Regions from separate parts of the Mus musculus genome. Here region 2 is linked to region 1. The links are chromatin contacts, called in public HiChIP or PLAC-seq maps. All regions are on one chromosome and are shown on one strand. The core of a region is the stretch at or near the end of the contact, and the rest is flanking DNA. Distances in the headings are between cores, read along the strand shown.

Region 1 (6,758 bases), core at 914-3,413:
CCCACAGAGCCTTCCCACCAGTTCAACCTTTCCTAAAGTTTTGTGCAATTTGTAGTTGGTTGTCTCTGTCACCCTCAAAAGACTGAAAATAGCAAATGTCTTGTTATTACTACATTCAGTAAAGTACTTCCATAATTTAAAACCAATTTACACACAAAGCAGGTCCTCTGATTAGATGCAGTACAAACTCAAAGTACCACTCTCCTCCTTTCCAAGAAGCAAACTATTAAAGTCTAAGTTTCTCAAATATCATCTTTTTCAAAACTGGAATATATGACTTTATCAGGGTAGCAAAGTAAGGTTAGCAGATCCAAAAACACGTTTTATTCTAAATCTAAAGTTAAATTTACCATTCAATATTTTCATACTAATTCCCACTTAAGCAAAATTTAAAGTGTCTCATGAAATCATATGAAGAACAAAGTATCTAACAAAAAAAAAAAAAAAAAAAAAAGGCTAGGAGATCCAAAAAGAGGGCAAAGTTATCCAAAGAAATGAGGGTTGGGGGAGGGAGCTACTCAAAAAAGCTGTGACGTGGCTGGCAGTCAGGGCACATACCTTTTAATCCCAGTCAGCACTCAGGAGGCAGAGGCAGGTGCATATCTGTGAACACTAGGCCAGCCTGATATACAGAGATAGTTCCAGGACAGCCAAGGTAACATAGAAAAACAGTCTTGAAGAAAAGAAAAGTTGGGACAGATGATAGTAGAGATTAAACAAAATCTATAAAAGCAAGGTAAGGTAAATTCACAGTGTTTTAGCATTCCTCAAACAAACTGTATCCTGAAAGATTGAGAAGGCTGGTCAAAGAGAAATACATTGCTATATAATGCAGAATGATAAACTTGGAGGTTCATTATTTAAAAAGAGGAGGGGAGAACAGGTCCCAAACATGAAATGTGAAAAACTTTCAAACAAATTTAATCATGACCCTCAATGGAGAAATTAAGATGGATGGATGGGTAGATAAATTGATACTCCCAAGTTTCTAGTCATTTCTACAGAGCATCTTTATTCTGCCCACATTTAGCTGTCTGGATAGACCAGAATTCCAGTCTTAAACTACTACCTATGTTCCTTGCTACATGAAATCCTACAGTACGTTAAGCCTTAGGATGGTCAGCTTAACCTACATATGTGAGCATTACTTTTCTATACCTCTAATTTAACACTCAGAGTGCTAAATGTTTTCCTAAAAGAGTATAAAGTCTCAAGGTCGACAAGTAGAGCCAAATAAAAACAGCTGCATGCATGCCCTTCCAGTCCCTAGTAGAAACCTAGTAAAAATGTGCTACCACTTAAAACATATTACTCCCTCTCTCCCTCAACACAGAGAGAGAGAGAGAGAGAGAGAGAGAGAGAGAGAGAGCGCTGCAGCAACTTTTACGAAATGGTAATTTATTAAGTGCTCTCCCTGAAATAAGTTTCAGTGGGTTGTGCATCTTAGGAACTCGGATTTTCCTGAGCCAACTGAAACATGCAAGCACCCTACACATCGGACTCTGTAGACCTGGGAAATAAAGCGTTGGGGGCACCAAACTCCCCTATGCACTAAAATGAAATCTGGTCTTCCCATCCAAGGCAACTTCAAAAACAATAGTTAGGAAAGGAAAAAAAAAAATTAAGGGTTGATTCAAGTGATTCCCACGTGGGAATCCATGGGAGTTTCCCTGAAACAAAAACCACTGCCAGAATAAGGTTGCCAGGAAAAGGCATGGGACAGAGCTGGCCATAGGCTTTCTCAGTTTAGTGTCCAAAAAGGTGCAAGTGTCCACTCTGGAGACACAGCTGCTCTAAGAAAAAACTCCGAGTACTTGCATTACTCCTGCAAACTGACACTTTCTCCTATTGGTAGAAAGGAAAGGTTTCCACTGCCAACCCTCCCGAGGAACAGCCGAACTCCAGCATCAAAGCACCCACCCGCTCCCACTTGTCACCTTATAATGTCCCCCTCCCCCGGGTCCACTCACGCTTCAGAGTCGAGCGGTGGCGCTGACAATGTGGCTGGCTCCCTTCCTCCTTCGGGCTGAGGCGGGCAGCTGCGGAAGGCTGGCTAGGCGCGGAACTGAGGAAGAAGCGGTGCTAGCGTCGCTCCACCAAGCAGCTACCCGGGTCTCTTCCGCGCTGCTGGGATAGAGGCGGCGGTGGCGGCCCCGCTCGCTCACCGCTTTTTCTCTTCCTGGGTCCCTGCAGACTGTGGTGGCTTCAGCCCGTCCTGGGCCACTTGTCCCGGGACAGTCACGATCAGAAAGCTCGAAGATTTTGTTTGGGTAAAGTTTCCTCTGGGCGGAGGCTGCAGCCGGCCCCCCAGGTTCCCCCCCGGCCCCACCGCCCTGGGGGGCTGGGGCGGGGAGGGGGCGCCGAGAACTCCTGGAGTCCCGCCGAGGAGCCGGGGTGCGGCGGCAGGCCCAAAGAGAAGCCCCCCCAGAGGGGGTGGAGGGGAGGGGAGGGGAAGGAGAGGACAGCGGCGCCGGGGCCGCTCACCACGCCGCCGCGGCCGTTTCACATCGGGGTCCCCGCCCCCCCGGCCCGGAGGTGGCTCCTGGGCTGGGGGCCGGGGTTCATACACTCCGCTATGGGATGCTACGGCCCCGGGCGGCTGGTGTGGACAGCGGCAAGGCTGGGGACCCGGCGGGCTCGGATCGGCGCCGCCCCCGCTCCCGGCTCCCGCATGTGTCGCGGCGGCCGGGACCCCCTCCCTACACCTCGGGGGGTCCTTCGTCCCACAGTCCGGGACGAGGCAGAAAGCCCAGCCCCTCGCGGGCGTCCTCTCCCGGCTGAGCAGCTACGAGTCCCGACCCGCGGCAGCCGCCTCCCTGCCCCCCGGCCGCGGGCTCCGGCTCGGGCTCGGGCTCGGGCTCCGGCTCCGGCTCCGGCTGGGGCTCCGGCTTCGGCGTGTGCAGCAGCCGCTGCCGGCCGGGAATGTAAGGGGGGGAGCCGACGGCGGCCGCGGCTCCCGATGGCCCGGGCTGCGGCAAAGGTCTTGGCGGCGGCCAGTGCACGGATGCCGGGTCTCTCGGATGCTCGCTCACTCACTCGCTCTCACGCTCTCCCCGGCGGCGGCGGCAGCGCCCGAAGCTCAGCTTCTGTCTCTCTCTCGCTCTGTGCGGGGCTCTCGCCTCACTCCACAGAGGGGCGGGAGGAGAGTGGCGCCCAGCGATGACGTAAGTCGCCTAGCAACCGCTCTCCTCCCCCTCCCTTCCCCTTCCTCTCTGCGCCTTCCTCTCCGGGCCTCTTCTCCCCATCTCCAGCCACCCCGCCCTGGGAGGCTGCGGCGCGTTCTGATGACGCACCAAGGGAAGAGGAAGTCGCGATCTGCGAGCGGGTGGGTGCGCCTCGGGCCGCGGGACTGCTGCTGCTGCTGCTGCTGCTGCTGCTACCGCCGCCGCTGCCGCCGCCGCCTCTACGGCCGCGTCAGAACTGAAGAGAGGAAGGGGAGGAGCCCAGGCGAGCCTAAGCTACCGCCTGATCTTACCCCTGACCCTAGGGCGGCGCGGAGAGGGAGCTCTGTCGCCGTTCCCTCCGGGGCAGGTGCGGACTGCTCCTCTGGGAATGAGGAGGCCCGGGATCGGGCTAGGGCGCGCAACACCCGAAGGTGAGGCTTTTGGCCCGGAGCAGATCCTGGAACCGAGAGACGGCTGGAAAAGTTAACCTACAGCCAGTGGCTGCACCTGCTCCCGGGAGCGAACGTCCCACCCTTCCCTTGGCGTGGGGTGAAACCTTGCGCCGCATTGTGTGTAGTAGTGCACTACGAAGGTTTGATGAGTGAATGAATGAATTAATGCCTCTAGCACAGCAATAGCGGGACTCAGAGGTGATAGTGGAAGCGCACGCGTTTTGTAAGTTGAAGCGTAGAAACAAGTTGTACTACATCTCCCTCCTCACCCCCACCCGCCCCCTGCCACGAAAGAAAAAGGATGCCGTTTCTTCAGAGTCGCAACTTCAGAGTTTTGTGGGAAAGGAGGCGAATTGGCAGGACTGGGGAACAGGGCTGAAAGAGAATCAACATCTAGGATATTATTTAGGGGATTTCTATGTTTTCAAGGGGCGAATGTAGTCGAGCCCCCTTTTAAAAGTAATTCTTGCTTGTTTGGATTTTTTGGAGCTTTTTAGATTTTGTCAACAGAGTGCCCCTTAACCATCTTCAAAAGAGTTTGGCGCCTCTCAGGTCTTTCTTCAAAGCGCTCTCGCGCGCTCTCTCTCTCTCTCTCTCTCTCTCTCTCTCTCTCTCTCGTGTGTGTGTGTGTGTGTGTGTGTGTGTGTGTGTGTGTGTGTTGTGGGGAGTATGTTATTAATAAATCTATTGGGCCGTTTGTCCTACAGATTCTGGGCTAGGAAATGTTTAAGGAAAAACTCATGAAATGTAAGCTGTGGTTCTCTAATAAAAGAATTTTCGAGATAAAAGAACTACAGCGCTCAGAAATCTGTTACGAACTTACTTGCCCTCCTTAGTGGTGTGACAGTGAGATTAAAGCAGCAGCAAAGATGAAGGGAAACAGTTGTGTGGCTGGACCCCGTCCCTCTGGAAGCTACAGCGATGGCTATCATAAGTGCTTCGGGTCTCTCCACCCTTCTTGGGAGATTGGACCAAACATGCTCTGTCCGCATTTAAGAAGCAAGCCCAGGTTTATGCCACGGCTGCTACCACTTCGTGCAAAGTAGATCAAGAAAATGCCTATGTTGATAAATCAAGGGTTCATTTTTGTTCAAAGGCTACAAAAACAAGAGTGAGTGAAGGGAAGAGGAGGATGCCACAAAAGCAAGGAGAGACAAGTTGCACCAGGTCCTTCTGAAATCCCAGGAGTCATATAACTTGCCCTAAGTACCCTGGGTTTGACTGTCTACAGACAAGATCCATTCACAGGCTGTATTCAATAAGATTCACAGGGAATCAGATCAATTAATAAACAGTAGGCCAGCATGGCTCCAACCTAATCCTTTTGTTGAACTCTCTTCCTTACAGTAGGAAGTAAAGAAATAAAATACAGGTGTATAGGGGTTTGGGAAGCTGAGCACCTCAGAGTCAGAGCTGTGCAGCCAAGGATGCTTTCGGAGGAGTGCACCATGCAGAGTGTCAGATCATCGCTGAGGGTCAGAGTGGCACTCACAAGAGCCCTGAGCAGCCTGCTCAGGAATTAAACTTACTGAGTAAGGTCATTCACGTCCCTGTCCTGCCTGGTAACAGGAGCAAGCAGCTGTTCTACAACTGGCTGCTGGAGAGGACAAAATTCCTACCTCTCCAGTTTGTTCTATATCCTTTCAGATCCTTGTGTTGTCTGTGAATCTAGAGGAGAGATATATCCGTTTAATCATATTTCTGAAAAGTAAGTCAGAAAAACTTATTTCAGGTAACCCAGTTCTTCTCCTGACTCACCAGTTTATCACCAAGATCTGTATACTGTGTTAAAGTGGGACAAAGGGATCTCTGTGTAAGGTTTATAACTTTTCCCTTGAAAGGGAGCTTGACGGACAGTGTTGGTGCATGCCTTTAATCCCAGCACTCGGAAGGCAGAGGCAGGCGGATTTCTGAGTTCGAGGCCAGCCTGGTCTACAGAGTGAGTTCCAGGACAACCAGAGCTACACAGAGAAACCCTGTGTCAAAAAAAAAAAAAAAAGGAAAAAGAAAGGGAGCTTGTTTGAGAAACTACTCAATGTTTTATTATCCCACATCACTGGTTTCTACTGTCAAACTATATAACAGATTAACAGGCAAAATTTCTAAAAACACACTATAGCATATCAGTTCATTTTAAGCATTATTGTGAAATATACTTTAAACATGTAAGACAATTGTGTGGTGTAATTATCAAAGAAACTACCATGTAAGCAGTCAAACAGGCCAATAAATGGAGTTTGCTAATCCTCCAAAGCCCTGTAATGGCCTTCCTAAACAAGTCTCCCTTCTGGGAGAGTGGACATTCCCTGGCATTTGTGGTACTCGTTTCCTTGCGTCCGTCATTGTTCTGTCACAGGTGTTCCTCCCTAAGCAGTACATTGTTTAGTTTTTCCCTTTCTTGTGAATGTTCTATAGAGGGAATGATAATGTGTAATCTGTTATGCTTACCATATTTGCTCAACCTGACTGTAATCCATATGTTGTTCGGGTTCGTATAGCTGTAATTTGTTCCCTTTAATTTATGAATATTCAGTGTTCCATTGTAACAATATATAACAGTTTGTTTAGCCGTGTTGCTGATAGGAGTCTGGGTTCAGTTCTAGGCTGTTAGAAATACTGTTGAAATTTTCCTAAGACTTTAATCCATCTCATCTACATAAATTTCTGTATACTGTGTACTTGGGATTGTATGTCATAAGCTTGAATAAATCATGCTGCGTGTCGTCTAACATTCTAGGTCACATTTGCTACATGCATGCCATTGCTCCACACCTCACAACGCTTGGCAAGAACTCAGTCTTCAAATCCTGCTGAGTGTTGAGCAGAACTCACTTCAGTGTTAACTTAGGTTCCCCCTGTTATTGACTCTGTTGAGGGCCTTCTTTCTAGAGGAACAGAACTTAAAGAAGGGGGCTTTATTAGAACAGCTAGTCAACAACCAAAGAGAGGTCCAAGAATCTAGTAGTTGTTCAGTACTAAAGGCTGACTGCCTCTGCTGGTTTTCAGTATGTGTTAGAATGCCAATTAAGGAGACTCTAATGCCTATGAAGGAATGGATTTACCCTTGAGAGCAAGAGCTAGCATGCAAAGAGCAAGCTTCCTTCTTCCACTTGCTTTCTATAGGCTGCCAGTAGGAGGTGTG
Region 2 (5,966 bases), core at 1,953-4,452, 43 kb after region 1:
CAAGTCTCTGCTGTGATGGAGGTCTGATTGTGCTTCTGTCTTTGTTGGTGACTCGCTCGCTCCCTCTGAAAACTTAATTCTTAATAAATATTAAGCAATGAGGTTGCTTTTGTGTCCTTGGCTTCAGATCACGTGGCCAGGCACATTCTGAAGTTTTGTCCTTTGGGCCTCATGTGTTCTCAGTAGTAAGGGAGCAAAGTGGACTTACAGTCAGGTACCTTCTTGGATTCAACCTTGAAAGGGAAAGGTTCTTAAGGTGTCAGAGGATTAAAGAAACATGATGCCCCAGTAGACCCGTATCAGATGAAATCTGCAGGACAAACCGGAAAGTGCTCTTTTTACCATGATCTCCAGAAAATGTTAAAGGGGAATATTTTAATAGAGGCTATGATTAACAACTTTACAAAAAAAATTCTTTTGTTCTAAGTTGTGCAAGATAACCTGAATCCAGCAAAATGAGCATGTGGGGTTAAAATTTAACTAGACAGAACTATAATTTCTCAAAGCAGCAAACTCCAACTCGTGTTTAGTAAGATTTTTTTTTTTAAACTAGGTTGCTGACCTAGTTTCAGACACAGAGTCCCAAGCTCCAGGTCCCTAGAAGACTAAGAAGAAAAGCTTCTTACTTATACTCTGTAGTTTATTACACTAATTTATGGTCCTTCAAGTCTGGGCAGGGGATGGGCTGTTCTTGTTTTATTGAAGAACCTTTTTGTCCTTTGTTGGGGACGTTTCCAGCTGTTTAACAATCGACTCTAATAGAATCTTATGAATAAAACTAATGAAAACATGAAGAAATGAACTCTAGAGAGCAAACATACAGTAGCTTATTGTTCCCTCTCTGGAGAATAGAAACGCCTTCTCTAACAAGGTACAATAGTACAAACAGGAACTAACACTCAGGTTTCAATACACAAGGCATTCCGGGGTCAGGAGGAGGCCAGTGCTGTTGGCCTTAATCGGGCCAGCCTGACAAACTCAAGAAACAGGACAAACAGAAAGGTAAATGTGTTTCCACTTTGGGTTGTGTTCCTGCGGTTATTAAAATTGAAACAAATGACCAGAACCAGCCCTTTGTCTTCTGGCCCAACTCCACGGACTTTCAGAATCTATGTAACAGGTCATGTTCTCTTTGTCATAAAGGCCAACCCTTATGTGGCTCATTCTCTCAAATCTTGTGGGGCATAAGGAAAACTGGAAAGTTGGTACAACTCAAAAACCTAGAGGCTCTGTTTGTTTTGCTGCGATTGCACCAAAGGGCCCCCTGTGCACGCTAAGCTATACACCCAGCCTACATGGTTCTAATTACAAAATTACTTAACACCACAGTTTTTTTTTTTTTTTTTTTTAATGGGATTGGGAACTCTGTGGCCAGTAATTCCACTTGCCTGGTGCTCAGTGATGTCCACCTACAAAATGAGGGGCTCACAGAATCAGTGTATGGGTCCATGTGGGTCACCTCGCTATGACACTGGTGGTACACAAGACGGTTTTAGGTGGCACACGGACAGTTGCTTTAGTTGGTTAATTAATTTATTGATTGGGCCCTCATGTTGCTTAGGCTGGACTCAAACTTGCTCTTTAATGAGGATGAACTTGATGTTTTGATCCTCCTGCTTCTAGCTCCCCAGTGCTGGGCTGACAGGCATACACCACCATATGGTCAAGGTGGTACTGGGAATAAGATACGGGCTTCACGCATGCTCCGTACTCACTCTACCCACTGAGTCCCAGCTCCAGCCACAGGCTTCACGCATGCTCTGTACTCACTTTACCCACTGAGCCACTTCCCCAGCCACGGGCTTCACACATGCTCCGTACTCAACTTTACCCACTGAGCCACATCCCCAGCCCATTTAAAGATTTCTTTTACTAGCTTATTAGGCCTATGCTGTTTCTGAATATTACTGTACATTGGATTGTTTGTTTTTTAAGAATAATCAACACAGAGCAATGTATCAAGCAAGTGATAAACAGATAATAAAATAAGGACATTTTTGTTAGTAACAGAAAACAGACTACGGCTGGTGAAGTGGCACGGTGTGTCATGCTTCGCTCTGTATTCACGAATCTCTGGGTTCAATCCCCAGCACTTCAATAAAACAAAACAAAACAAAACAAAACATAACAAAACAAAACAAACTAAAAGCTCAAATCAGACTAAATACTCCCCAAGTCGGAGACACTTATAGGACTGTTAGCCATTCCTCCAAAAACTCCTTCAGCCTCCACAGAGGAGCCAGCACGGAAGAGAAAGTGCTGATAGAGCTCTCACAGTGGTAGCCACGCAGGAACGAAAGCCAGCTATGTAGCTAGCTTGATGTCGACAGGATTGTACTGCTCTCTAAGCAACAACTTCTTTCACTATTTTCCTAAAAAGTTTTTTTTGTTTTTTAATTTCTTATCTTGAGGTATAAACTCCATGCCTGTGCTCCAAGTGTTCCTATGCTAGCCACTAGCACTGGGTCTAAAGGAGTTGTGGGTTCTAATTCGGTTTCTCTGGAGCTGCTATGAGAAAGACTGTAACACACATGTTGGTTTCATTAACTGAGGGTCCATCCAGCCTTGGAGTTTATGAACTTTATTTTATGTAATTCTCACAACAATCCAAAATAACCCATAACTTTCTCCATTTTCATATTTAGAAACTAGCAGTTGCTAGCTAGCCCAAGGTTCACAGCTGGTCTGCGATGAGCATTTAAGAACGCTACCCATGCCCGCTTGGTGTCTAGGCGTTCATTTTTTTTCCTACATAAAGTTTAATGTAAGGCTTTTAAAGAAGTACTCGCTTTCTTCACAGGGATTGAAGAAGCCTTTAGGCTAGGGGTTGGAGGCGGGGAGGTTTCGGCTGGATGTGGTTGGTGGCACATGCAGGCAATTTCTGCATTTAGCAGGCTGAAGCAGGAAGATCCCACGTTCCACGCAACCCGAGTAACATAGGGACAACTTGTCTTCTTCGACGTGAAACATAAAAAAGGCGAGGAAGCTTCTGGAAGCTCAGACTTTTAAAGGGAGGTCAGAGGCTCAGGCTGAAGTGCTAACTACAGGGTAGGTCATTTCAAGGAAATATGAGGTTGCCCTGGAGCTCTGCCATCTGCCTGAACAGTTTGATGGCACATTCTCAGATCCCAGGGTGAGGCTCTGCCCTGCAGATAAGCACTCCAGTCCAGGACCAGTGCTGGCATCCTGAACTGCTGAGGCAGCCCTCATCTCCCCCATAGCTTATCTGTCTATCTCTGCCGACCAGGAGCCTCTGTCACTGTCCTCCTCCACACCCCACCCCCAGCTCTTAGCTTCAATAGAGGTGACGACACCCTCCTTCCCTTTTCCTCCCTATATTAGTCACAGTCATTGTGACAAAATGCCTGAGGTAATCAACATTTTTTTTCTTGTTGTTTTGCTTTGTTTTGTTTTGAGACAGAGTCTCATTATGTAGCTCTGGCTGTCCTGGAACTCGCTCTGTAGACCAGACTGGCTTCAAACTCACAAGAGATCTGCCTGCTTCTGCCTCCTTAATGCTGGGATGAAGGCATGAGCCATCAATGCCTAGCAAGGCAATCAACTTTTAAAAAGAAAAGTTTACTTGGTTCACGGTTTTAAAAAAAATTCAGTCAGTGGTCACATGACTGTGTTGCTTTGGGCCTCTGGTGGCATGGGACCAAGAATAAGAATAAGGCCAATGGTTGAGTAGACTGTTCACCTCCTTCAACCAGGATGCTGACAGAAGGAGGGGAGGAGGAAGAGGAGGAAGAGGAGGAGGAGGAGGAGGAGGAGGAAGACCTAACTTGCTCTAAGCAAGTCCCCACCACCCAGTAGCACGATATAGAGATGTTTGGTCTGTGTAACCCTGGCTGTCCTGGAACTCACTTTGTAGACTAGGCTGGCCTCGAACTCAGAAATCTTCCTGCCTCTGCCTCCCAAGTGCTAGGATTAAAGGCATGCACCACCACTGCCCGGCTTAAGAGTGCCCGGCACTCTTAAGAAGGAATCAGGCCCACATTCCCATTAAGAATTCTGCCACTTAAAAAAGGAGGGAAGAGCCAGTCAGAAATTCCATCTGAAAGTGTAATCACAAACTCTCTGTTTAACAAAAATTCAAGAAGTAGGGGTTCTGTAGTCGTTTGTATGAGACAGGGTCTCACTCTCTAGCCCAGGCTGTCCTAGAGCTCACTGTATAAATCAGTGTAGCCTTGAACTCACAGAAATCCTCCTGCCTCTGCTCCTTCGGACAGGATTAATGAGAACAGCCACATCTGGCAAACAAAGAAATGTCTTACATTGTTCATTCTTCTTTCGTTCATTCCTTCCTTCTTTCCCCCTCTCTTTTTCTCCCCTCCCTCTGTCTTGATCTCTTTACTTTTAGTCTTGCAGTCTTGCTATGCAGCGCAGGCACGTTAGGAATTCATGATCCTCCCACCTTAGTTTACCAAATGCTGGATGACAGTCCTGCTCTCTTGATTCATGAATTAGTAATAGGAGCACAGGGCAGTGTGACCTTTTAATCCCAATAGTCTGGAGGCAGAGGCAGGCAGATCGCTGCGAGTTCCAGGCTGCCCAGTGCTACAAGGTGAAACCCTGTCTTAAGAGAATAAAAAATATATGTGGAAGGCAGGGTGAGGAGAGGGGAGATGAAAGGGAAAACAAAACAACCCCACCCCAAACCCAAACTTAACAGATGTGAAAACGAAACAACCAGAAACCACTGGCTTCAGAAAAAATATATAAAAACTAAGATGAAAGAAACATCTTGCCGAGTGGGAAAATAAAAGCAAAAAATATTTCTGGTATGTGTAAACCAGTCTTGCTCACAGAGATGCGCAAGCACACGAGAAGCAGCTGACATGGAAGCACAATGGTTTCAGCTCCAGGCAGCTACCAGGTACTAAGCCCCATTGCTTGAAAGCCAGAGTCCAGCAAAGAAAATACAAATGTAACCCTTGGCTTACCCCAACCACCATGTGCCTCTGTTACCAGCTTCATCAATCTGCTGGTACAGCCCTGAAGAAGGCATCCCAGGAGACTCTGCCAGTACCATATCAGACTGATACACCGGCTGGCAACTCTTATAGGTCAAAGAGGACAAACACCAGCTATCCCAGCTGATTCACACCCTCTTCATCACAGGAGTAAGGATGTATAACCTCTTGATGGTTCTACCATGACCATCACAGTCTTGGGAGCAAACGTTCAGAGAATGAGCTATCAGGATCAGAAGTGAAGTACTATCTTCAACTTAGATTGACCCCTAAACTTCAGCTGGGCTTGTGCTCTGCTTTTTGGCCCAGTGCTTTTGATAACATATTAAGGAGGGAGTTTTGACACCAGAAGGACCAAGTTAAAAGGGAGGAGACAGAAATGCTCCTGGGGGAATGTCCATATGTTCTGGACTTCAGAGGGCTTTGTAGTACATGTACCCATAACCAAAGCAGACCACTCCACCCCTTCTGTGGCAATAGATACTTTCTATTCTATTTGCTTTTTTTATCTCATTAATAAATGCTGGTAGATACTCAGCATACATTTTATGACCCACACATGAATGTAGTGTAGTTTGAAAGTGACCACTCTCTTGGGAGGACGCCTGCTGCTTAAATCTTTAAAATACAAATGGAAGCTTATTAAACTGGCCCTCTGGAGAAGGGTGTGCCTGTGTTCCTGGATGTGCGATGACCTTGTCCCCTGGGCCTGCTCTTGTCCTTTGTCTTAACATTCCGAACTTGGCTGACAGTGGTTCAGCTTTCCCACACTGTGGGCTCTGCCTCGCTCACCACGGGCTCTAACTTCCCCCGCTTGGAGCAGGACAGCTGTCTTTGGCCTTTGGCTTTGCTGTCCTCAGACTGTGGTCTTTAGCTCCACCCAGCCCTTCCTGGCCAGAGATTCCTGTAAATTGTGGGTATGGTCATGGCATGAAACGGTGACTTCAGACACTCATTAGTTTGCCATTTTAGTAATTCCAAGTTTTCATA

The links. HiChIP or PLAC-seq counts read pairs in DNA pulled down with a chosen protein or histone mark.
Region 2: a contact with region 1 is called in an H3K4me3 HiChIP or PLAC-seq map of bone marrow-derived macrophages, with 3 times the contacts expected there. The contact joins the enhancer-like site here to the promoter of Fbxw7 in region 1. A contact is called at or near these places in 1 of 39 promoter capture datasets (macrophages), 1 of 15 datasets of contacts at CTCF or cohesin (CD8 T cells), 17 of 484 Hi-C or Micro-C datasets (CD4 T cells, CD8 T cells, the G1E-ER4 cell line and 10 more) and 10 of 115 datasets of contacts at active chromatin or transcription factors (CD8 T cells, the HPC-7 cell line, the SCID.adh cell line and 6 more).

Annotation. Positions count from the first base shown.
Region 1 is chr3:84,810,982-84,817,739 of GRCm38.p6, reverse strand. It overlaps Fbxw7 (F-box and WD-40 domain protein 7), which reads right to left and starts at 2,163. Exons shown (of 14, transcript NM_001177773.1): 1 at 1,971-2,163. It overlaps Gm35486 (predicted gene, 35486), which reads left to right and starts at 3,307. Exons shown (of 1, transcript NR_165832.1): 1 at 3,307-6,758.
Region 2 is chr3:84,769,442-84,775,407 of GRCm38.p6, reverse strand. All of the region lies in intron 2 of Gm40079 (a long non-coding RNA gene), which reads right to left. Among named protein-coding and RNA genes, the nearest start is that of Gm40079, 27 kb to the right of the region's middle. Within about 2 kb of position 3,202, at least 55 of the 459 cell types and tissues checked have an H3K27ac peak or open chromatin away from gene starts, as enhancers often do. A contact at or near this core is called in CD8 T cells, the G1E-ER4 cell line, the HPC-7 cell line and 8 more, where this site is marked.